Regions from separate parts of the Mus musculus genome. Here all the other regions are linked to region 1. The links are chromatin contacts, called in public promoter capture Hi-C maps. All regions are on one chromosome and are shown on one strand. Each heading gives the region's core, a stretch centred on a gene start, on an enhancer-like site or on the middle of the called end of the contact. The rest is flanking DNA. Distances are from core to core; before and after follow the strand shown. Region 1 overlaps Ubap2 (ubiquitin-associated protein 2). Region 2 overlaps Ubap1 (ubiquitin-associated protein 1). Region 3 overlaps Ubap1 (ubiquitin-associated protein 1). Region 4 has its middle 16 kb from the start of Gm25637.

Evidence for each region. Capture Hi-C pulls out chosen DNA fragments and counts their contacts.
Region 2: a promoter capture Hi-C map of adipose tissue shows a contact between it and region 1. The contact joins two enhancer-like sites. A contact is called at or near these places in 25 of 39 promoter capture datasets (the 3T3-L1 cell line, 3T3-L1-derived adipocytes, the C10 cell line and 14 more), 14 of 484 Hi-C or Micro-C datasets (B cells, the C2C12 cell line, Th17 cells and 7 more), 8 of 115 datasets of contacts at active chromatin or transcription factors (the 230-238 cell line, cardiomyocytes, differentiating embryonic stem cells and 3 more) and 4 of 9 other capture datasets (adipose tissue, embryonic stem cells, liver and 1 more).
Region 3: a contact with region 1 is called in a promoter capture Hi-C map of adipose tissue. The contact joins two enhancer-like sites. A contact is called at or near these places in 10 of 39 promoter capture datasets (the C10 cell line, the HPC-7 cell line, cranial neural crest and 7 more), 2 of 484 Hi-C or Micro-C datasets (the C2C12 cell line and granulosa cells), 2 of 115 datasets of contacts at active chromatin or transcription factors (embryonic stem cells and microglia) and 3 of 9 other capture datasets (adipose tissue, liver and pancreatic islet).
Region 4: a promoter capture Hi-C map of adipose tissue shows a contact between it and region 1. The contact joins two enhancer-like sites. A contact is called at or near these places in 11 of 39 promoter capture datasets (the C10 cell line, the HPC-7 cell line, cranial neural crest and 7 more), 1 of 15 datasets of contacts at CTCF or cohesin (embryonic stem cells), 12 of 484 Hi-C or Micro-C datasets (B cells, the G1E-ER4 cell line, bone marrow-derived macrophages and 8 more), 9 of 115 datasets of contacts at active chromatin or transcription factors (double positive thymocytes, embryonic basal ganglia, embryonic limb bud and 3 more) and 3 of 9 other capture datasets (adipose tissue, liver and pancreatic islet).

The regions. Positions count from the first base shown.
Region 1 is chr4:41,194,382-41,200,554 of GRCm38.p6, reverse strand. Ubap2 (ubiquitin-associated protein 2) reads left to right here. Exons shown (of 29, transcript NM_026872.1): 20 at 653-839; 21 at 970-1,061; 22 at 1,290-1,337; 23 at 3,747-3,825; 24 at 4,022-4,227; 25 at 4,512-4,611; 26 at 4,702-4,809; 27 at 4,883-4,947; 28 at 5,030-5,221; 29 at 5,309-6,173. The coding sequence ends at 5,404. Among named protein-coding and RNA genes, the nearest start is that of Gm22888, 5.7 kb to the left of the region's middle. Within about 2 kb of position 3,529, at least 50 of the 459 cell types and tissues checked have an H3K27ac peak or open chromatin away from gene starts, as enhancers often do. A contact at or near this core is called in adipose tissue, where this site is marked.
Region 2 is chr4:41,384,598-41,390,770 of GRCm38.p6, reverse strand. It overlaps Ubap1 (ubiquitin-associated protein 1), which reads right to left. Exons shown (of 7, transcript NM_023305.3): 5 at 3,414-3,596; 6 at 2,574-2,675; 7 at 1,005-2,090. The coding sequence ends at 1,950. Kif24 (kinesin family member 24) reads left to right here. Exons shown (of 13, transcript NM_024241.2): 13 at 1-23. Among named protein-coding and RNA genes, the nearest start is that of Ubap1, 39 kb to the right of the region's middle. Within about 2 kb of position 2,805, at least 72 of the 459 cell types and tissues checked have an H3K27ac peak or open chromatin away from gene starts, as enhancers often do. A contact at or near this core is called in adipose tissue, where this site is marked.
Region 3 is chr4:41,365,824-41,371,996 of GRCm38.p6, reverse strand. Ubap1 (ubiquitin-associated protein 1) reads right to left here. Exons shown (of 7, transcript NM_023305.3): 2 at 5,067-5,107; 3 at 148-272. The coding sequence starts at 5,100. Among named protein-coding and RNA genes, the nearest start is that of Ubap1, 20 kb to the right of the region's middle. Within about 2 kb of position 3,711, at least 63 of the 459 cell types and tissues checked have an H3K27ac peak or open chromatin away from gene starts, as enhancers often do. A contact at or near this core is called in adipose tissue, where this site is marked.
Region 4 is chr4:41,062,845-41,069,017 of GRCm38.p6, reverse strand. No RefSeq gene overlaps it. Among named protein-coding and RNA genes, the nearest start is that of Gm25637, 16 kb to the right of the region's middle. Within about 2 kb of position 3,642, at least 38 of the 459 cell types and tissues checked have an H3K27ac peak or open chromatin away from gene starts, as enhancers often do. A contact at or near this core is called in adipose tissue, where this site is marked.

The DNA.
Region 1 (6,173 bases), core at 2,280-4,779:
ATGTGGATGTTTGAAATAAAACTTCTCTGTAGATTGTCTGTAAGAGTCGTACCACTGAGCCATCTTTCCAGCACCTCATGAATAGTTTCTTTGTCTTCATATATATATCTCAGACAGCATTGTATAGGGATTTTTTTTTTTTTTTTTGAGACAGGGTTTCTCTGTGTAGGCCTGGCTGTCCTGGAACTCACTCTATAGACCAGGCTGGCCTCAAACTCAGAAATCCACCTGCCTCTGCCTCCCAAGTGCTGGGATTAAAGGTGTGCACCACCACTGCCTGGCAGGGATTTTCAATATCTTGTCTTTGTTGCCTTCCCATCCTTGGAGAGATGCCTGCCCTTTCCATGAGACTAGTTATGCCTGCAGTTCGTTCTTCTGTGGTACTGGGGTAGGGGCTGTGCTCTTCCCCTCTAGAAGAGCAATAAGTACCCTTATAGGTTGCTTGCTTGGTTGGATTGTCTGAGAAAGTGTCACTGTCCTGATGGCTGGATCTGGCCTTGCTACTAAGTGTTACAGTGATCCCTAAGAGTAGCTCCCTCAGCTTACTAGAGTCACCAAATACTGGCCTTGGCCACTGCCGGCCTGTCTGTTCAGCCATAGGCCCTTCGTTCTGACTGTTCTACCCCACACGCCTTGGCTTTTGTTTTGCCAGCATGCCAGCGTGGAGAGCACCGCATCCTCCGCCGCCTTCTCAGCAGCGGCGACCTCTGCTCCAAGTGCCCCGTCCTCAGGGGTTGTCCTGCCTGGGAGCATGAGCACTGTGAGCAGCCTGTGCCTGGGGGGGACCACTGTGAGCGTCCCTAGCAGCAGCACCAGGGCCACGGCCTTGGTGACCTCAGGTATACACCCCAAGCCTCTTAAAACCTCCTCAATAAGTGAACTTCCAGACCTGTGCCTCGACCCCTGAGCAGACCACGAACCTCATTGAGAAATGGGTGATCCATTGTGTTTGGGTTTTTCTCTTTTTAGGCAAAGCACCCCCAAACCTGCCTCAAGGGGTGCCTCCCCTGCTACACAATCAGTACCTCGTGGGCCCTGGAGGACTGCTTCCTGCTTACCCGGTGAGTAGGACTGAGGCTGAGGTGCTGGCACCTGGCAGGCCCTCCTGGTAAGAGAGGTGGTGGGTTAGGCCAGGGCTGCGAGCAGTCTGTCCCTGTCTCTATCTCATATCTGATGTATCCTTCTCCTTCTAAAACATCTGACCCAAGTCCCATTCTTGAGTGTGTCTGTTTTGGCTCCCTCTGTGTCTGTGTCTGTGGTCCCTAATGTACCCACCGATTCTCTTGCAGATTTACGGTTATGATGAGCTCCAGATGCTGCAGTCACGGCTGCCAATGGTGAGTGACAGATGCTTAGTGAGGACCTCGGCAGTAGAGGCTCTCGACTTGCTTGACAGCCACTATGCTTGGCCTTCAGAATCCTCAGCTATGGATCTCCCCCAAACCACTATGAGACGCTGTGTCTAGTGGTGCTATGCTTTGTTTGACCATTGTCTTGGCAGATAAAGGTCATTGCTCATCCCTGGGGAATGAGGGACTCTGGAACCCTGAGCATTCACTGTAAGACATGCATAGCTCGTACCAAATGTATTATCTTATTTTCCTGCTCCATTAAAAACAAAACAATACAACAACAAAAACAACCAAATACTAAAAACAGCTGAACATGGAGATATGTTCCTGTAATCCTGGCATTTGAGAGACTAAGCTTGAGTTCAAGACTAGCCTAGAAGCCGGTGATGCACACCTTTAATCCCAGCACTAGGGAGGCAGAGGCAGGCGGATTTCTGAGTTCGAGGCCAACCTGGTCTACAAAGTGAGTTCCAGGACAGCCAGGGGTATACAGAGAAACCCTGTCTCGAAAAACCAGGGCGGGTAAAAAAAAAAAAGACTAGACTAGGCTACATTCTGAGAACAAACTTATCATACAATCTAAGACTTGTGAGTTGTGCCTGGAAATGTCATACTGTCTTCCTCTCATGCTTGGGCACAGGGCTGCATTCACGAGGAGAGCATTGCTGTTCTGCCCTAGGAGGAGGAGCAGCGTACCCTGGCTGACTTTATAAAGTATCATCTGGGTCTAGCCTTCGCCCTTACTTACAAGAATGCTGGCCCAAGTGCTGCTACTACTTCACCTCGTCCAGGGTTGTCTGTCCTCTGACCCTGGGCCTAGGAATAAAGTAATGGATACTGTGGGAAAGCCACCGTGAGATGAGAAGCAAGGAAGCAGGGGCAGGCCATCTCCACACAAGCAAGAGTGCCCTCTAGGTAGACAGTCTCAGCCTTATACTTTGTAGGGAATCTGTCAGTCACAGACACAGAATGTGGTCTTTGATGTTCTCAGAGGATGTGACTGCCCGGGCACGGGCTGCCTGTGCTTGCTGTCGTGCCTACTTCTTGCCTACACCCACTCCTGTTGCTGGGTTCCTTGTCTTCTGCCAGGCCGCCCAGAGTGAGCCGCTGCAGGTAGCGCCTCCACTTGATCGAGTGGAGTCCTGTCTGAGGGAGAGGCTGGCTGAGGGTCTGTTGAGTCTAACAGGATGTAGAAGGACCCCTGGGTAGCATCCAAGATAGCCTGAAGTGACACTCACAGCTGCATCTGTCCTTAGGGGCTTTTCTTGCCTCTCCACCCATACCATGAGTCTCCTTTTCCTTGGATTTTCTGGGTATACAAGTTGGGCTAGGATTTCTGCAGATGCACCATTGTGTGCCTAACCACAGGACAGAAGCCATCGTATCCCTGCAGCTGAAGTGTCACAGTTGTAAGCCGCCACATAGGTTACTGGAAGAGCACCCAGCTTTTTTAACCACTGAGCCATTTCTCCAGCCTCTCCCTTTTCTGTTTTAAAAGTTATATCTTAGAGGACATCTTTAGAGAGTCCGCAGTGGAAACAAGCTTTACATTTTTTCTTGGGTCGTGTTTAGCCTTTCTTTGGGGCTAAACTGCTGCCTTTGGATTTCCTTGTCTGTGAAGGTGCTCCCTTGTGGGCCTCCTTCCTACTAGTCTCCTTTGTCTCCAGCTAGTCCCTGCAAGTTCCTTGTCATTTGGCTAGTTCTTTTTGCCTCTTAGAATTCTGGCTGAGGATTCCATGTTTTCTTGGAGTTTGCCTAGACCTGCAGCCTAAGGAATGTGAGAGCCATTCCCAGCTATGTGTTCTTGACTAGCGTGACTCAGCTCAGACGGCCCAGGGCCCTGGGTGGTGAGGGCCAGGGCAGAGTTTCTTCCTCCAGAGTGCAGCTTTGGTGGCCTGTGTTTGCACTGTTGTACCTGCCATTCTCCCCTGCCATTTAGCTCTGTTGCTGTAGCTAAAGGAGTTGGCAGAAGCTAGACCCATGGTCTTATGCCTGCCTAGCATTGCTTTCTGCCCCTCTTTAAGTCTCTTAGGCTTGGCCTCTTTTACCATTCCCATGGCTGTTCCTTTAGTCTCTCACTCAGTAAGGACCAGTACAGTTGGTTTGGCCTGTAGCATTTACCAAGTCTCCGTATGTGCTGTGAAAAGAGTTGTGAGATTGATTGTGTCTGGTTCAGGCATTAGGGTTTGGCAATCTGCCCACATGCTGTCAGCTAAAGCAGAGGTTCTGAGCTGCACACACCCAGGGTACTGTCATACATGCAGCTCTCTGGACAGCTGCCTGTTCTGGGAGTGTGGCATCACCCAGAGTGTGCATACATGTTCTGCCACCTGGATCTGCTCTCTGGGGATGGGGTGAGACCATTGCTCAGTGAGTCTCCTTGGTCTTTCCTAGGATTACTATGGAATTCCCTTTGCAGCACCCACAGCCCTTGCCAGCCGAGATGGGAATCTAGCTAATAATCCATATTCAGGTTAGTTGGCTCAGCGGGCAAGAGTTGGGGAGGTGATGGGCTGTCCTGTCTAGCCACAGGAGGCCAGAAGGTGGATGAGGCGGGCTGAGGCAGTCTTTGAAGGTGTGAGTACTTGAGCTGGCAGTATGAGCTATTCCTGTTTGTAACAGCTAGCCTGGCCTTTCCCCTGGTAATACAAGGGTCGTTGTTCTTCTAGGTGACGTCACAAAGTTTGGCCGAGGAGACTCTGCATCCCCTGCACCTCCAACGACCCCAGCTCAGGCCCAGCAGAGCCAGTCTCAGACCCACCACACGGCCCAGCAGCCCTTTTTGAATCCTGGTCTGCCACCTGGCTACAGCTATACCGGCCTCCCCTACTACACAGGCGTGCCCAGTGCCTTCCAGTATGGGCCTACTATGTTTGTGAGTATTTCCTGGGCTATGGGTTCTTCAAAAGTTGAAACTTTGGGGATGTTTTCCAGCATCTATCAGCAGCAGATGATGCAGCCACGAGCCCATTGAGTTGCAGCCAGCCTTGGTTCAGGGGTCAGATTGTATTTCCCAGCTCCTTTAGATTCATCATGGATTGCACTTAGGAAACTAGTGGTTCTCTGCGTTCTGACTTATTTTTGCCTGACGCTCAAGCCAAGGCTGATCTCCTCTTTGCATTATTCTTACACTCAAACCTCGCCTGTTTGTCCAATCAGGTCCCTCCAACCTCAGCGAAGCAGCACGGTGTGGCCCTCAGCACTCCCCCGACCCCTTTCCAGCAGGCCAGTGGCTATGGGCAGCACGCTTACAGCACAGGTAAGGACTGCATCACTCCCAGTACTGAGCGGCACATGCTCAGAGAGACCTGCTTAGCCCACACATGCCTCTTGTGCCCTGTCATCCTAGGTTATGACGATTTGACCCAGGGGACGGCAGCAGGAGACTACACCAAGGGTGGCTATGGTGGATCATCTCAGGCACCAAACAAGTCGACTGGTTCTGGGCCTGGCAAAGGTAATGTCAGCTCCTCTCCGGGACTGGAACCTGGAGTAGTAGTCTCCTGTGTGACAGCTGTTTTTTTTCCTAGGAGTGTCAGTATCTTCAGGCACTGGCTTACCTGATATGACTGGTTCCGTCTACAACAAGACACAGGTGAGGTCGCACAAAGGTGGGCACAGTTAGATGGGCGAAGAGTGCAGTTCAACCTGACGGCATTGCCATCTTTATCCTACAGACTTTTGACAAGCAGGGATTTCATGCCGGGACTCCTCCACCATTCAGCCTGCCGTCTGCCTTGGGCTCCACCGGGCCCCTGGCCCCTGCAGCGGCCCCCGGCTACGCGCCTGCCCCGTTCCTGCACATCATGCCGGCCCACCAGCAGCCCCACTCCCAGCTGTTGCACCACCACCTACAGCAGGATGCCCCGGTGAGCGCAGTGATGGAGGCAGCCTCCCCACGTGGGGCCTGGGGTTCTGTTCCAGCCTTTATAGCCTTTTCTCCTCTTCCTCCTCAGAGCGGCTCTGGTCAGCGCAGCCAGCCCAGCTCCCTTCAGCCCAAGTCTCAAGCCTCCAAACCCACCTACGGCAGCGCTCCATACTGGACAAACTAGACCCTGAAAAGGAGGGGGTGGGCTCTGGGCAGGAGGGAACACATGGAGCACCTTCCTGGAGCCCCGTGCCCTTGCTGGGATCCTGAGACAACTGTCAGCTGAGCCCTGTGGGAAGCCTGCCTCCCAGACCCTCTGCTGTGTGTAATGTATTTATGTATGTACTTGTAAATGTGATACAAGCCTGGAGGAGCTGGGCTGTGGTCACGGGTAGCACACAAGTGTGTGCTCCCAGTCCAGACACCCTTACCATAGCCAAGTAGGCCCCACTCCGACCCCTCTGCCTTCAGATCTTCCATGTGGCCCCAGCTCAGTGGGCTGCTGGGTGTGCCACTGAAGGACTGGTGGTTTGGGGCCAGGTCAGTACCAATGAAGAATCACGACTTATCTCATTCCCTGTGAACCATTATGTTTTCTCCTCTGTAATTACTTCATCCTTGTGTTTGAAAAACTGATCCTTCTGTCATTTGTCATGGTCCCTCTTCTAACAAATCTTAATCTGGAAACAGAAGAAATAACCCCTGTCCAGCAGAAGCCTGTCCGTCTGCGCACAGCAGAAGCCTGTCCGTCTGCGCACAGCAGGGCTTCCGCTTTGGGTCTGGTCCTGCTCTGGGGACTTGTCTTTCTAACCAACATTTAAAAACAAAATCTGCACTAGGTCTCAGAGATGTGCAGCCAGTCAGCTCCCTTATAAAGAAATCAAAGATCTGCTTCCATCCATCTCAGTGAAAGCCTGTCTGCAATCAAAGGCTCCCCCATCCCAGTTGTCCTG
Region 2 (6,173 bases), core at 1,556-4,055, 190 kb before region 1:
TAAAGATGTAGCATACACCATTACAACCAGCTACTCCAGGCTTTCTACGCAGTTCTTATGCTTGTACCACATACACTAACTGAACCATCTTCCCATCTCTTGTATCACCTTTTAAACAGAGAGAACCCCAAGGGAAACAGCCTCCAAGAGTCCGTTAGTTTCATAGGTCTTCCTGAGTTAACCTGAGATTCATGTGTCACAGCCTGGGCCCTGAAGCCATTACCACATACATTTAAGAACTCTATGGTTTTAGGATGTTATATTTAAAAAGCCAAGATAAGCCAGGTGTGACACTGTTCATGTGTAACCCCAGCATCTGGGATGCTGAGGACTAAATTCAAAGGAATTAGCCGGGCAGCAGAGGATTATGGTCTAAACCTGGACTATAGTGAGGTCTGGCTCTATAAAAGAGCTGAAAGGCTTGTCTGGCAGCCACGGGCAGTGCTTGAACTGACCACCAGATGGCAGCCTGTTCCTAGCTTAAGGCCTCTCACATAACCACTAAAAATCAGAGGCCATTCCCAACCAAGAACACCAAAAGGATGTGGGATTCTACTAAAGATAAGTACTAGAAATTTTAAGGATGAACTGTCAGCTATAGGAGCACCACTGAGAGCCGGGGAAGCACTTTAACCTTGCCTGTGACTGGTAGTAGTCACAAGCAAAGGGACTTGACTTGTCATATTTTAAAGGATACCTCAAAACCTGTATACCCCTTCTCCACTTTAGCAAGAAAGCATATACCCTTGTTCCACAGGCTGCACTAGACCAGGTTTAGAGAGTCTGTATTTATAAAACAAAAAAAAACCAAAAAAACAAAAAAAAAAAGATGAGACAGGATGGCCAGCCTCTGAGTCCCATAGGCCCTCAGTGGGAAAAGGATACTGATATGAAAGGGACAACTAGGCTCTGTTCCAGGCCAGAAATGACTGTGCTACCCGTAATCTACCCACTGTCCTGAGTCAAACCATTTTTCAAAATAAAGAGGTTAAGGCAGCATGGCATACCTTTTAGATTTTTATTAGTAGTTCTCTGAAGAATCAAAATAGTTAGCAAATTACTTTAGATTCAAGACTGTATTATATCCTTTGTATTTAGATCTTTAATATTGTAGAACATAATACAAACAAACCAAAGAGACTGGTTTCTATGCCTAGGTGTTATTCATTGTGTCATCCTAAAGCAGGGCTGGAGGAGGCTGTTCAAGAACTGGGGGTTAGTGCTGAGTGACAAGTCGTGGCCTGTTTTCTCACCCATGTGCTGGAAAGGGCCAATGATACTCAAAACTGACAGCTTCCTAGCACAGGGGCTCCAATGCCCCGGGCAGCAGAGGATTATGGTCTAAGCCAAAAGAAACAGTCTGGACAGGGGCAAATGGGAACTGCCTGGCAGAAGAGGCAGACTTTGCCCCATGAAGAAAAGTGCATCTTTGTACCGCAGAGACACTCCAGAACCAGTGTAACACTAGGGCTGTCGGGGAAGGCGGGCCCAGGAAGACCCTCTCAGTTGCATTCCACTTGGGTTAGAGCCCAGTCTGACAGTGGTGCAGCAGAGAGGAGAGGAAAGGATCTAGCCCCAAAACAGCAGCAGTCTGCTCCTCCTGTCTTCCCACTCTTCTTGGTAGCCAGGCCAGGTTTTGGCTGAGAACATTAGAGACCCCAGAAAGAACCAAGTATTCCTTCTGAAAGCCCAAAGTGGGAAGGACACTTCTCAAAACACAGGTATGTTTAATATGGAAGGAACCAATAGAGAGCATATATGCCCAAATCTTCCTACTTTCCCCCAGCTCAGGCCTGGGCTCACAGAGACTAACAAGTGTCAACTCCACATCCGACCTTCTAACCCCCAAAGAAAATCTGGAAGCATGTCCCGTCTTCCCCACAAGTGAGCTGTGCAGAGCCTCCTTGGGGAATGGTGGTGCTGTGGCAGGGCCGTAGCAGGGCCAGGTCTCAGCTGGCTCCAGCCCGGGCCATGAGGTCTTCCAGAGCATTGTCCTGGTCATTGTTGTGTAATAGCAAAACTTCCTTAATGTCTTTCAGTTCAAAGCCCATTTCCTTAAATTTGCTCATTAACTGAAGAAACTCCATCATCTATGGGATAAAGGAGAACAAATTTTTTTCAGAAAGAGTTGAGCCACGCAGAGCAGCTGAATGTAGGTGTATACTGCAGGTGAAGATTCTGCCTCCTTCAAGCAGTCCCATGGGTCTTTAAGGTTCCCTCGAAAGTAACAATTCACTTGCTGACCTCTGGACGAGCTCCTGCCCACATGAATATTCCCACCAAGACAAAGTATTTAACCCCTAAAGTATGCTTTCTAGATAGAAGGGAAGGCAAAAAGACTATCAACAGTCACTGTCTTCCAAAAGCCTGGCTTTTAGCGCAACTCTACTTCCCCTTCCTATCACTGGGATTCAACTCCATGTTTTATCTATACTAAATGCAAGACTCCTTGTCTGGACACTGGAGTCTGTCTTTGACTGCTTCTGCCTACAGTGACTAGTAAGAAAAGGCAGTGCAGGGGCCAGGGAGTACAGCAGTCAACTCTGCTCCTGTGAATGCATAAAGGTTCTTACCTTTTCTTCTGAACACTGGTGCATTTCCAGAGCCTCTTCCACTAAAAGAGGGTCAAAACCCTTCTCACAAAGCTGTCCGTGTGCAAAGAGATAGTCGAGAATCTAAGGAAAGAAACAAGGCTTGAGCTCCTCCTGTTACTCCTGAGTCGAGAGCTTTAGACCATCTGTGTGAAGCTGCCTCCCTGTCCCTCCCCAGTTATCAGGCCCAGACTGCCTAGCACAGCATAACCTCAATAATGACTTGGTAAACAAACCGGCACGCCCTTCTAGAAATGAGCAGCCACATCCCAAAGGAGGTACTGTCACAGCTGACTCAACCCAGAAGATCAGCTCAGCCAGAGTAGGATAATAGTCTTCTAGAAAAATACAGTGCATGTCAGAAAATGTCCCCAAGGCAGAGGACTATAGTATGCTATTCACAGCGTCCTGCACAGCCATGACAAAAGTTTCTAGAGGTAAGCCGAGTAGTGGGATATATCTGTAATGCTAGCGGTCAGGACTGAGTCCAATGCCAGCCTCAGCTACCTCAGTTCGGAGCAGCCTGGCCTACACAAGACCCTATCTCAAAAAGAAGTGTAGATCTAACCATATGCTCAGTTTTGTACTCTCTAGAGGTACAAAGGGGTGGATAATGACAACAGATCCAGCCCTCCCACCCCCCAGGCTTTCTCAGACTCTCAAGGACTACTGTTCAACTTCTGGTCCCTGATGATAGCCCAAGGCTCCACATACCCACACGGGAGGAGGCTGGAGTTGCAGGCACTTGAGGACCTCAAGATCACAACTCTAACTTGAGGTCACCATGCTCCCCCACCCACACCTTACAGACCAGCACCTCACCTGCTCAATATTCTCTCCTTTCTTTCTCATGGCTCTCAGGACACAATCATATGAGTAGCCCATGTTGACTACTGTCTCTACACATTGCCGCTCACTCGGAGACAGTGCCTGCAGTTCCAAATAGGCCTGGGGACAGCTAGGCATGTTGGGCACTTGTGACACTGAGAAATTTAGAGGGGTTACCTGACAATAGAAAAACAAGATCACGGTAAGATGAGTTGAGGCCCAGGTTGCTGTCCAGGCATTGTGGGTTGGAAAGAAGAGAGGTACTGAGTACCAGCCAAAAAGAAAAGCTAGGAAACACCAGCAACCCTTGGAGCCCTCACCCGCAGTTCCTGCATGTTCAGACAGCACATGCTATTCCATGCCCTGATCCCTGTAACTTGAAAATCAGTTCTGAGTCTGAACCTACCTACAGAATGAATGTTTGAGGGCTGTGCAGATTTCTCTGTGTCCTTTCATTAGCCCCTAACTCTATTTTGGTTAAGACTCAGTCACTGCAGACATTGCTACTCTGTAACTGACTATCCTAGTCTCACTCTTGCCTCTCACTGGTCATGGCTAGCTCAGGGCCTCAGGATTTTGAGGGCACTTACCTTTGCCTCATACCACATAACTTGGCTTCATTCCCTGCTAAAGCTGCTGTCCTTTGCAGTGAAGATGGAAGGAAGGAGTATTAGCCATACTAGGCTAGACTCCTAGGCAGTCTACTGCATGGCTACAAGCATGCTGCTCCCTGCCACCGGACCTCCCTAGTATCACCTGATTGGTTCACCTCTGATAATGAAGCCTAAGGCACAAAGGCAGCTCAGCTCACTCCCAGGCCACAGGAACAAAATTGCAGGCTTCCAAGAACCAAAGAAAACATTTTATAATTTTCCTTGTTTCCTTTTTAAGCAAGGCAGTAAGTAGTCAGTCCTCTGTCCTAAAGCAAGTTCTGCTATAACCGCATGTTCTCAAACTGAAGAGAGCCAGGAGGATCACAGGCATGTAGGCTGACAGCTTCCACTGAACTGTGTCACCTGTAACATACTCTAAGCAGTCCATTCCTAGGGGCTTCAGTAGGCTACAGCAGCCATGGAAGATCAGAAGCTAAAGCAGTCTAGCCACTTTGCAGACTCAAGATTATATGGCCCTTCTCAGGAGCAGACTCTGTGTGGACTCAAGACACAGCTTCCTAAAAAAGTAAAGGCAGCTCTCACATGAGCCCAGCCAAAATGCCAGGACTATTCTTCCACCATGTGTACTTCTCCCTTTAAAAAGCCCCATGAACACCTGCTAGAATGTGGGTATATGTTTCTAAATTACACACACTTTTAGAAAGTGCAGTCCCCTAACAGCTGTGCTTTGGGAGTATTTTGTCCTTCAAGTAAGTGTGGCTGAAGGAAGGCCTGATAAAATTCTTTGATCTAGTTGTATCTTTGTGAATATTAAAATGCAAACCTTTAGGCTAGAGAGAGAGCTCAGCAGTTAAGAGCATTTATTTGTTGCAGAGAAAACCTGGGTTTGGTTGCCAGCATCCACATGCTAGCTTAAAACTATCCATAACTCCAGATCCAGGGAATCTGACACTGCTGAACTCCCCAGGTACTAAGCATGCATGTGCTATATATAAAGTATGTATGTAGGCAAAACATTCATATACATAAACCTACAAAAACATTTAAGCTTATCTCTATATATAGTCATTTTCACATCATTTGTAATAAATATTAGAGATAATGTAATAGCCAATAAGGTATTATAATAAAGTCAGTTAGGTAGTTTTTGTCTCACTATGTAGGCCTAGAATTCTCATTCTATTAAGTAGACTAATCTGGCTTCAAAAAGCAGAGATCTGCCTCCCTCTGTTTCCAGTGTGCTCACACCCAAAGGATTTTCATGGTTGTTTTGGGTTTTTTTTTTTTATGTATATGTTAGCCCATATCTATATATATGTATACACCACACGCATGCCTGATGACTGTAGAGCTCAGAAGAGGTCATGAAATTTAGAACTGGAATTACATGTGGTTATTAGCCACAATATAGGTGCTGGCAACCAAATCTGGGTCCTTTGTAAGTTCTTTTAACCACTGAGCCATCGCTTCAGCTCAATGCATAGGATTTTAAATACTAGGACTGAGCAAAGTATCCTTTCCTTTTTAAATATTACAACTGAAAATACTTTGCTTAATAGAGATAAATGACTCTTCGACATGTTTTATTAATCAAACAGGCACCACACTAATTATGGAGATCCCAAAAGGACAATGTTTAAAAGGATCCCTTATCACTAGGGCTTAAGAAGGAGGAAGGTTGGGCTGGAGAGATGGCTCAGTGGTTAAGAACACTGACTGTTCTTCCAGAGGTCCTGAGTTCAATTCCCAGCAACCACATGGTGCCTCACAACCATCTGTAATGTCCATCCAGTGCCCTCTTCTGGTGTGTCTGAAGACAGTGACAGTGTATCCACATACATGAAATATATCTTTAAAAAAAAAAAAAGGAGAAGGAAGGTCCTCAAGTTAAGGACAGCCTGGGTTATACAGCAAGACTAACTCCAAAAAATGAAAAAGGATTCCTTGTCAAAATTACTAGTACTACGGTGTTTCAAGTCATTTATCGAGGTTATAATCCATGATTATGATTAATGTGAGGGGGCGAGGTTGGTACACCCCTCAGACCCAGATACAACACCATTACTGCATTCTGACAGTGCTACCTTATTAGGAGTCTTGTCAATAAAAAGATAAAATGTAGTTATTGGCAAACATAAAA
Region 3 (6,173 bases), core at 2,462-4,961, 170 kb before region 1:
CATGCATATGTGGAAGACATATAAGTGGAGCTCTGGGTATCATCGTAAGCAGGCATTAACAGGGGCAACAAGATAAAACTAAGAGATGTAAAAAGAGCTTTACCAAGTCTTTAATGTACCGAATATTAACTAAAATCCACCGCTTACCTGCATCTCTCTGACAACCTGTAAGCAGTCAGGCAAGGAGAAGCCAATAGGCAGACCCACTTTCGCTGGTGTTTTGAATTTGTCTCCTATCTTAAATGGGACATCGTCAAGGTAACTGAAAGTCCCTATAATCAAAAATAACAATAAAGCAGAGAACATCAGCAAATAACATTTATATGCTATAATCTTATGCTGAGTTGACACACACTCATTTATACCACCCTAACATTTGAGTCCCTCTCCAATGGCTTACTGACATCTGACCATTAAAGAATTCTACTCAGTCTACTTCATATTAGGGTTTGTTTTCTTTTTTTGTTTGTTTTTTTGTTTTTTTTTTCAAGACAGGGTTTCTCTGTATAGCCCTGGCTGTCCTGGAACTCACTCTGTAGACCAGGCTGGCCTCAAACTCAGAAATCCGGCTGCCTCTGCCTCCCAAGTGCTGGGATTAAAGGCGGGTGCCACCACCACCACCTGGCTAGGGTTTGTTTTCAATTACACTCAGTACAAAATCCAAAGTACTTACCAGGCAGTAGTGGTGCACGCCGTTAATCCCAGCACTCAGAAGGCAGAGGCAGGTGGTTCTCTAAATTCCAGGCCAGCTCGGTCTACAGAATAAGTTGCAGGACCGGGACTACAGAGAGAAACCCTATCTAAAAAAAAAAAAAGGGGGAGGGGGTTTGTGTGTTTGTGTGTGTGTGTATGTGTGTGTGTGTATACAACATAGTACTTAAGCTAACAGTATTATATTATATATTAAAAATATCTAAGAGAATAATTTTTTGTCATTTTTCAAACAGGATCTTTGTTAAATACAAACTGGCCTTTAACCTGAAATTCTCTTGCCTCCATTCTGAGATTTGGGATTGTAAGCATGCACCATGCCTGGCTCAGAACAAAGCTTAACTGCTTTTAGAAATTCAAAAGCCAGTCAACATTTTAGGAGAATTCATGGAGGGAGAGGGGTTGGTGAGCCCCCACCCTTAGCAGAAGAGCTATGGACAGTTGGTATCTTCTGGAGGGAGAAGAATCAGCTTTCTTTAAGAGATTCCTATAGGAGGAATAATAATAGGAACTAACCTGCCGGGCAGTGGTGACGAACGCCTTTAATCCTAGCACTTGGGAGGCAGAGGCAGGGGGATTTCTGAGTTTAAGGACAGCCTGGTCTACAGAGTGAGTTCCAGGACAGCCAGGACTGCACAGAGAAACCCTGTCTCAAGAAACCAAAAGAATAAATAATAATAATAATAATTAATAATATGAACTAACCAGTATCCCCAGAGCTCCCAGGGACTAAGCCACCAATCAAAGAGTACACAATGTGGGACTCATGGCTCCAGTTACATATGTATCAGAGGATGTCCTAGTCAGTCATCAATGGGAGGAGAGGCCCTTGGTCCTGTGAAGGCTCTATGCACCAGTGTAGGGGAATGCCAGGGCCAGGAAGCGGGAGTAGGTAAGTTGGTGAGTAGGGGGAGGGGGTTTTCGGAGGGGAAGCCAGAAAAGGGGATAACATTTGAAATGTAAATAACATATCTAAGAGAGAGAGAGAGAAAGAGAGAGATTGAGAGAGATTGAGAGAGATTGAGATTCCTTAGCAGGTCAAGTGCATTCCATAGCCAGGAGTACATGAGCAGTACAAACTGGACTCAGCTATTTTAAAGACATAAAGTTGGAGGTCTCGGGTAGAGATGGATCTGGGCAGAGTTACAGGAAAGAGTGGGGGATGAATATGATAAACCTAAATTACAGGAAATTCTCTAGGAATTAATGAAAATATTTGTAACACACACTCAGAGGCAGTCCTCAGTATCATGACCTCCTCATCCAGCATGTCAACCACTTCACAACAATATTGAGAAATTATTTTTAGAAAACTGTTTAAGGACTACGGCGATGGCTTGGTAAGTAAAGCACTCTATGTGCAGGCTGAAAGCTTGTCTTAAATCTCGAGGACCCACTTAAAATTCAAACACTGCCAGGCGTGGTGGTGCACACCTGTAATCCCAGCACTTGGGAGGCAGAGGCAGGTGCATTTCTGAGTTCGAGGCCAGCCTGGTCTACAAAGTGAGTTCCAGGACAGCCAGGGCTACACAGAGAAACCCTGTTCTCGGAAAAAAAAACAAAAAACAAAAACAGGCACACTGGCACACATGAAAATAACAGTGCTTGGGGAGCAGGGACAGGAGGAGCCTGAGGTCTCACTGGCCAGAAACTCTAGCCAAATCCACTACTCTCAGTCTTAGTGAGAGACCCTGTGTTAAAAAAAAAAAAAAAAAAAAAAGTAGGCAGTAAGCAACAGAGGAGGACATCTGATGTTGACTGGACTACACACACAGAGAGAATGGGGGGGGAGGGGGCAAAGAAACAGGCAAAGAGACAGACAGACAGACAGACTTAAAATGTTAGGTTAGGGCCAGAGAAAATGGCTCGGTGGGTAAAAGTGCTTGCTACCATGCAGGGTGTGGTGGCGCACGCCTTTAATCCCAGCACTTGGGAGGCAGAGGCAGGCGGATTTCTGAGTTCAAGGCCAGACTGGTCTACCAAGTGAGTTCCAGGACAGCCAGGGCTATACAGAGAAACCCTGTCTCGAAAAACAAAACAAAACAAAACAAAAGTGCTTGCTACCACAATCTCCTAAATCCATGTGGTGAAAGAGAGAAGTTGTTCACTGACTTCCACTCATGCCATGGGCATGCACACACAGGCACATACATCATAATATCAATATTAATTATAGGGGCTGGCGAGATGACTCAGTGGATAAGAGCACTGACTGCTCTTCCAGAGGTCCTGAGTTCAATTCCCAGCAACCACATGTAATGAGATCTGACGCCTTCTTCTGGTGTATCAGAAGTCAGCTACAGTGTACTTATGTATAATAATAAATAAATCTTTGGGTCAGAGCAAGCAGGGACTGAGCGAGCAGAGTTGACCAGAGCGAGTAGGGTTAACCAGAGCTAACCAGAGGTCCTAAAAATTCAAGTCCCAACAACCAAATGAAGGTTTGGAACCATCTGTACAGCTACAGTGTACTCATATACAAAAAATAATTTATAATAATAGTAATAATAATAGGAGATGTAGTAGCACACAGCTTTAACCCAGCCCTTAGGAAGCTGGGGTAGGTAGCCTCTGTGAGTTCCAAGCCAGCCTGGTCTACACAGCAAACTCCAGGCTAGCCAAGGCTACATACTAAGACCTTGTCTCAACATCAATGACACCACCACCACCAATACAAAGAAAAAAGAGAACAAGTAACCGAAAGTAAGATGTGTACAAGTCACGTGTGTCCCTCTACAATTACTGATGCTAGACAACATCCTCTCATGATTATTCAGTAGGATAGTGTATCTGGAAGATCTCCCACCTGAGCTACTGACTGTGAACTGCACAGTTTGAGTGATGTAACACCACATGAACAAACACAGTATTATGCAACTTACATGTGTATGTGTGGCAATATAAATTTTCAAAGATATTTCACAAAGTTTGTAAGCAACAACTGCTGCGTCATTCTGACACAGCTGAGTGACTCCAGCTCAGAAGAGCTCTGCAGCACAAGCTGCCGTGCAGCCTAGTGGACCACTGCCACAATGATGTGCAGTGTCTAAAACCATGCCTGTATGTGTATGCCATATTAGTGAGGTGTCAAAGGAGACAGAGGCAATGGATCCCCTGGAGATGGTGGAACTGGGGCAGTTGTGGCTGATGGGAACCAAACCTAACTCCTCTGAATGACTAATTTATTATCTCAACTGCTGAGCCAGCTCTCCCAGCCCCCAATGCAGTTTTTAAAATGGAAAATCAGTTGTACAAAAATCTGAAGTCTCCGGGTGGTGGTGGCGGTGGCGCATGCCTTTAGTCCCAGCACTTGGGAGGCAGAGGCAGGCGGATTTCTGAGTTCGAGGCCAGCCTGGTCTACAGAGCGAGTTCCAGGACAGCCAGGGCTGCACAGAGAAACCCTGTCTTAGGAGGAAAAAAAAAAATCTGAAGTCTTGGATTCTTCTGGGTAAGTGCCTACTAAAGAACAAAATGGTCTAATCTTAACTATTTAGGAGTCTAAATTCTCTACAAGTGCAAATAATAAAACTTAGTTCAGTGATGGGCACATTCCTTTAGTCCCAACCCTCAGGAGCCAAAGAGATCACGTGTCCAAAAAAAATAGTTTGGGGATAATCTTGATTTTTTTGAGACAGGATTTTGATAATGTAGCAAAGATTTATTTTATTTATTTTATGTAAGTTCACTGTAGCTGTCTTCAGACACCAGAAGAGGGAATCAGGTCTCTTTACAGATGGTTGTGAGCCTCCATATGGTTGCTGGGATTTGAACTCAGAACCTCCTGAAGAGCAGCCAGTACTCTTAACCACTGAGCCATCTCTCCAGCCCCCATAAAACATTTAAAAAAAAAAATACCCTAGGTCCAATACCCAGAGAAACACACACACACACACACACACACACAGGAAGAAGGGGGAAGATGAGAGAAACAAAACAATGAGCTCCTGTGTAACACTCTAAATCTTACTTGTACCTTCATAACGCTCCAACTGACACAGCAAACTGCTTTTGGGGAATGGGGGGGCATGCGTGTGATGCAGGACCAAAACAGACCTCATTAACTAAAGGCTTAGAACCTCCATCCAAACAGATGGAGAAGCTACAACCATGAACAGAAAAAGGACTAACGCTGAAGCACAAGAGGCAGGCCCATGTGTAGCTCTGAAGGCCACAGTGTAAGCAGGCATTTGAAGCAATCCTTTTAAACAACTGCAGGCCCTGAGATGCACATGCTGTTTTGTACAACTCTATATTACTCAGGCTGCTCAGTATAAAGAAACAATAACATAATACTAAATTAACTCAAATTCCCTGATCAAATCATAGCTTAAATCTTAATATTTAACACCACTCACCATGAACATCTGTCCCCAACTTCTTAGAAGCCATTTAGAACCTGAAAAAGAAGGGAAGGTTTCTTAGGCACTATGTCTTGAAACAGTATAAACAAGAGACAAAAACAAACAACAACAGCAGAGCACTAATGTTCCAGGACTCGGTCTTCACGCTTCACTCCCAAGTCCTCCAAAGGAGGCCCAATAGAGGAGAGCTTCACTATTCTTAAACTTACATTTTCCTACTGTGTTACATCCCCATGTGCTGCCTGCACAGTGCTTGTCTGGAGGTCAGAGAACAACTCTGTGGAGCCCATGTTCTCCTCCATCATGTGAGCCCCAGGGATGACACCCAAGGCTTCTAGCCTGGCATCAGCACCTTTACCTGACAAGCCTCTGTAGCTCCTAGAGCTGAGGGTTCTGGAGGAAACATGTGGTCTGTAAATGGGGACAGGGGCAGGGGACCACAGAGAACGTGAGGCCAGCCTAGGCTACACAGTGGAGTTTCAGGCTAGCCTAAACAGAACAGCTCTACCTCAAAACCAAAAAATTCTAAAAGGAAATTTAAATATTTATTAAACCCGAAGGCTGAGGAAATAGTGGAGGAATAACATACTGGCAGTCACCAATCAATGACTCTGTCATAAAAGAAAACTATCACTAAGCTGATCTTCCTGATGTAAATGGCAAACGTGTAACACCTGCATAAGTTACTTATACAGTAACTGAGTAAGAAACTTGTTTTATTTAATTTAGGTAAGCCAGTGTAGATCTCTGACTGGCTCCAACTGTGGAGACTGAAGAATCTCTGGAATAGGGTCTGCACACCTTATTGCCTTTTACAGCATGAGATAGTAGCTCTGGCTGGCTCGAATTCACTCTGTAGATCAGACTGGCCTCAAACTCAGAGATCCACATGCCTCTGCCCCCAAGTACTAGGATTAAAGGCTTGTATCACCATGCCTAGCCCAAAGCTTATTATAATTGAAAAAAATGTATTTTTGAAATATAGTCTTGCGTAGACCAGGCTAGCAAAAACTAACTATATAGCTGAGGATGGTCCTGAAATCCTGATGCCGCTGCCTCCACTTGAGTGCTGGGATGACGGACCTGTGACCATGCTGAGTT
Region 4 (6,173 bases), core at 2,393-4,892, 130 kb after region 1:
AGCAAAATCACATCCAAAATAACTCACTCACTCACCACTCACTCACTCACTCACTCACTCACTCACTCAAAGAGCCAAAAGGTGCTTGCTGTCAAGTCAGACATGTTGAATTTGATTCCTGGGTCTCAAATGGGAGAAGGAAGAACTAACTCCAGCAAGTTGTTCTCTTACCTCCACAAGTGTGCTGTGGGACAAATCACAAAATCACACACACACACACACACACACACACTTAAAAAAATTATAGGCTAGCAAAATGGCTCAGTTTAATGGTGCCGATTGCCAAATCTAATCACTTTTGTTCAATCCCTGAAGCTGAGATGGTGAAAGGAGAAAAATGGGAAGTTTGTCCTCTGACCTATGGACACCAAGGCACATGTATAAACCCCATACATACATGCATGCATACACACATACATACATACATACATACAAGAAGTGTTAAAAACATCATACCATTGAATAATTTATTCCAGTTTCAACAGGTCTTTCTTAAATTGTTTTCTTCTGTAGGCTTATATTGTTCAAAACTCCACTTTAATAAGGGTTCTTAAGTGTTTCAACCTCCCTCACAGCCCACTGACTAAAGATGGGGGAAGAAGATGATTTAATAGGACAAGGGGGACATGATCCTGTTTAGAAGTTGTTGTTGTGGTTCTTCCTCCTCCTCCTCCTCCTCCTCCTCCTCCTCCTCCTCCTCCTCTTCCTCTTCCTCTTCCTCTTCCTCTTCCTCTTCCTCTTCTTCTTCTTCTTCTTCTTCTTCTTCTTCTTCTTCTTCTTCTTCCTCTTCTTCCTTTTCGAGACAGGGTTTCTCTGTGTCGCCCTGGCTGTCCTGGAACTCACTCTGTAGACCAGGCTGGCCTTGAACTCAGAAATCTGCCTGCCTCTGCCTCCCAAGTGCTATGATAAAAGGCGTGTGCCACCACCGCCCAGCTTAGAAGTTCTTCTTTGGGGCAATTCCAATCTTCCTTGTCTGTAGTCCTTCCTGCTAGCAAAATATCCAACACAAACCAGCAGCAGCAGCTCAATCCAGAAGAAACAGCAAGGCTCCACCCAATGACTTGAGCCTGTGAAGCATCAGGACCACAGGTGGTCTTTGGTGTGTTTCTCTCTGCAAAGTTAGGACAAACAAAGATCAGAGAAGAAAGCAAGGCAAGCCAATGCCAAAGTGTCATCCACTGTCTGTTGGGTTATACTTATACTCTTTCCAAACATCACATGACCCCTCAAGCAACGGATCCATCACACGCCTCTCACCAGACAGCTTCCAGGAAAACACCACATGACACAATTCAGTCTCCCACTCATTCCTCTCTTATGCAAATGAAAGTTTCAGCTAACATTCACCGAACTACACTCAGTTGCTGTCACCAATAACTGTTGAATTGGTTCGTAATTTAGCATTTGTTCATGTTTGGTTTTGTCAAACTCTTGAGTTGCAACCAGAGATTGGCTGCAGATATAAGAGCTAGCAAAAAATAAAGTATACTATAGAGCAGTGTTGTTGTTGTCTTGTTGTTTTTGTTTTTTGGCTAGGGTCTTGTTACACAGTCCAGGCTAGCCAGGATCTCTTTCTGTAGCCCAGGCAGCCTCACGCTATGGTAGGCCTCTCCCCCGCCCCACAGTCTGGGGACTATAGTTGTGTACCACCGCCTGGCATTTGCAGAGCGATTGACTTTAAACCCTAAGCTACACTGGACATTTTAGCATTATGGTCAACTAGGCACAGTTTTATATACTCTTTATGCTAGTGAAATTTCACAGTGAACTTAAGTAAACAAAGTATTATGGATATATATTTAAACCACAGAACCAGTTGCTAAAAGCATTCACTAGCACACTATGAGAGAGTGGGCTCTGGAAAAGAAGGTCAAGGGGGATGGAATAGGGTTGTTTAAGGTAACATGGGAAGAGATGGGGCTGGTAAGATGAGACTTGTGAGCAGGGATAAGGAGACAGACACTGTCCTGTAGGCCATGCAGAACTGTAGGGGATCACAGAGTGGTAGTGAACTTATATGTGTTTAAAAGGTTTTGCTGACAGCTGTATGAAGATTGGATTTCTGGGGGTAGACTATAAGGAACTAATTTAGTTCCAGGGGAGAGAGAGAGAGAGAGAGAGAGAGAGAGAGAGAGAGAGAGAGAGAGAGAGAGAGAGAGAGGAACTCTGTAAGAGTAGTTATGATGGCCAGTGTGGTGGTTAGTTCTGACAACTACAATCTCCTGAAAAGAATATTAATTGAGGAATTGTCTAGATCAGGTGGGCCCCTGAAGACTTCTCTTGAGTACCTGAACTGGTGTGGGAAGACACCGTCCATTAAGGGTTGCACAATTCCCTAGGCCTGGCGTCTTATACTGTATACGAGAAGAAAGCTTAGCTAAGTAAGAGCAAGCAAGCAGAGATGTGTTTACTCCTCTGTGTTCTTATCTGTGGCTATGATGTGATCAGCCACCTGTAGCTACTGATGCTGTAACTTCTCTGTGGTGATGGGCTAGAGTGTAGGATTGTGAACTTAGATAAACCATTTCTCTCAAAAGTTACTTGCTGTTGGGATAGTTTATCCTGAAGGTGTTTCCTACAGGGCATTTGGGCTAAGCAAACGCTGGCTGATAGCCCTTGAAGCATAGAGAAGTTAGCTACTCCACCCCAGTGTGTGTGTTTGTGAGTGTACGTGTACACCGGGGACTAAATCTAGTACCTTGTACTTGCTAAGTTTGCGCTATGCGCTATACCACTGAGCTACACCTCTGACCTATCATATATATGTTTTAAAAGAACAGAGGTTCTTTGTTCACATGTATGAAATTAAATAGTTTTTTATAGGAGATTTGCCTTTAGTCTAGGAGGCCTGGCTAGATGTGGAGGCAGAGTGGAGGCAGAGGGTTGTTCCAGGGAGCTTGGAGCTTCCTATGTTGATGGCTCAGCAGATCCCAAAACCTGGCAGATGACTCATCCCTTATCCTATTATGACTGTTCAGGAAGTGGCAGAGGTCTACAGAATGTAGCACCCCTGCCCATCTCTATAGCTAGATATGTCGTGTTGCGACTTGGATCTGTATGTAAACAGGATATCACCATGCATGCAGCTGGGACGGCCTATCTGGGTAATTGAGGCAGAGGCACTGTAAAGGAGCAAATAGTATGTGGGCAGAAATGTGGGGTGTAGCTTCAAATCCTGGTGAGCCACTAGGTAAGGAGGCCTTGGTGGTGGCAAGGTGCCAATGACAGCTCCTTTCTCAAAGAGCCTGGCTGGCACAGCTGGCAAAGCCAGACACCCTAAGTCTATGATGATGATGGCTGGCAACTTTCCTATTTATTCTTTAAGCCCCCCTCCCCTGCAGGTCATGGCAGCTCTCACACCCTGTCCATGAGAGGGCATACACAGGCTATAGGCCACAATCTCGGACCTACAGGAGCAAGAACGGAAGGTGGTGGTGGATTCAGATGTCAGAGCTCCGTCTCACCTTTCTGCACACTGTCTGCTCTGTGGGAATACACAGAGAGCCTCAGGTTGCCCATGGAACTTGCTTGGAGAGTGGTTTCTGCACAGGCCTGTGTTGCGTGCATACACCAGAAGTGGACATGCTGGCCCCTGCCCCAATGCCTGTGGCCTGGTTCTGCCTTCCTGGTTTGCTCTGTGATTTGAGAGACGCCTGAAGTGGGGCAAAGAGTCTGGGCCAGGAGCCAGGAAGTATGGACTACCCCAGGCTGTCACACAGTGACTGTCAGAGGTTTCTTTAACTTGTCCACTCTAAAAAGCAGAGGGGTAGGGCTGGAGAGATGGCTCAGCAGGTAAGAGCACTGACTGCTCTTCCAGAGGTCCTGAGTTCAAATCCCAGCCACCACATGGTGGCTCACAAACCACCCATAATGAGATTTGACGCCCTCTTCTGGGGTATCTGAAGTCAGCTACAGTGCCCTTATTTATAATAACAAATAAATCTTTGGGCCAGAGCAAACAGGGTCTGAGCAAGCAGGGTTGACCGAAGTGAGCAGGGTCAACTTGAGCCATCAGAGGTCCTAAATTCAACTCCTGGCAACTACATGAAGGCTCACAGCCATCTGTACAGCTACAGTGTACTCATGTACATAAAATAAATAAATCAATCTTTCAAAACAAAAACAAGAACAAAAACAAAAACCAGAGGGGTAGTAGTCCCTTTAGGGTTGCCATGCAACCCTTGTGAACTGTCATGGCTGTCATGGGTATATGGGAAATTGGGAAGACTGTGTCTTCCACAGTGGTGACTGGCGTTCCTTGAGTAATGTAATAGAAGGATTAAGGGCGGCAAGGGAGAGAGGATTTGTACTCTGTTGAACTGTGCGTTTAGCCTTTTGGAGCCTCGAAACATTAGCGTTCTGGGGCTGAGCTTCAAAAACAAATTAGCTATGTAACAGGTTAGGACCTGCCAGTAGTGAGGCTGGGAAAGTCTCTCCACCCATCCCTGCCCCTAGGCTGTGTCCCAGAGGTGGGGAATGGGGTGGTGGTGTTGAACAATTGCTCTCCCCCAGCTGAGAAGCCCGGACTAGGTTCTGTCCCTCCCTCGGTTTCCCACCCCCACACTCGCTTGTTGCCTTTTAGCTTCACACTTTCAGTTCAGAGATTTCCTCCTCACTCCGTATGTAGGCTTAGCCACAGCAAACAGAGATGGCGCTGAAGTCAACACAGCAAGAAGTGAAGCAGGTACAGGTGACAAGCGGCGGGTAAGAAAACTTGGAAGCCACAGGAAAGTGTGTGGGCTGCCCTGATTGGAGCCAAGTATCTCCTTTAGAGGAGGACCCCGGGGCTAAAGCCAGGCGGACAAGATTCTCAAAGCGAGGCGGAGTTTTCTAGTTAGGTGGGGGTTCCCAGCTGGCTGGTGCCTGCAGGGATCTCCAGCCCAAGAAATCTGCATAGACCACCAGTAGGGGGCGCCAGTACAAGCCTCATGTAGAAGGGGGCAGAGTCTGAGGGTTAAGAGTTGCCCCCAACACTTACCCCCACCCCAGTTGTCACACGTGGTGGGGAGGGGGTTCAGGCTGGCTGCTGCAGGAAAGAAAGACTTGAGGCTTGTTATGCCCAGGCTAACTGGGCCAGGTTGCCCCGAGGTGCTAACAGCCTGGAAGTAGAGACAGGACCATCTTCTCCTAGGATCTTGGAGGCGTGAATTCATGCAGATGCCTAAGAGACTCTCCCCATTCTACTTGCAGACAGGCTGCTCTCCAGCATAAACGATTTCTCTTCCACCGAGGGCAGAGAGGACTCGGGTCTTTCAGCATCCAGTTATCGTGCACTTGCTGGGTTCCCTCTGAAGGAAGGATCCTGGAATCCCTGTTCCCAAAGAGCTCAGGAGGTCCAGTGTCCTTAAAAGGCAGCCTGATCAGGCCTTGTCACACCTGGATCCCCCACAACAGTCCAGTGATTTTGAGCCAGCTGCCAGCTGATTACACTGGAGATTGGAGAGTGCCTGAGGCTGCCGGACCTCTTGACTATGCCAGGGGTTCAAGCTGAGAGGCCAGGCTGCAAAGGGAAGGGCTGGTCGGCCAGCCCCACATGCTGGCAATCTATCTCACTGCCTGGGAAATGAGCATATAACATCCTACTGCTGGACTCAGGGTCAGGGACTGGCAGCAGACTCTTGCTCAATAGTCTCTCACCTAGCACTGAAAACTACCAGGCACCTACCACACTCCATAGCAACTCAATCTACTCTGCCAGCATTGGTGCCGATACCCACATAAGTCTTGCACTAAAACTCACCAGTACAAATGAAAGGGCTGAGCTGCAGTTAAGCTCACAGGATCCCGTCTACAAAGCCTGAGCCACAAAGGACTCACCACACAGACACAGGAGTACCCCTGAATAAGGATGCCTCCAACAAGCTAGCACAGGCTCCGGCCAGGAGGCTCCTATGCTGCTCCCCTGCTCTCGCTCTTAGTCCATCGAGAGAGAGAGAGGGGGGGGGGGAGAGAGAAAGAGAGAGAGAGAGGATGGATCTAGGCGTAGGACTCATCAGGCATCTTACATGCTGTGTAAGTAAGCGCTCTATCTCTGAGATGCATGCTCAGGCTTTTCTCCCATCCTTTCATGAGGGTGAAAGTCCCTCAACCTGACTCCTCTGCTATTCCACTTACTCTGACAGAAAAAATCTCTACTCTTGTTAGATCCTTTATTTCCCGGGGGGGGGGGGGGC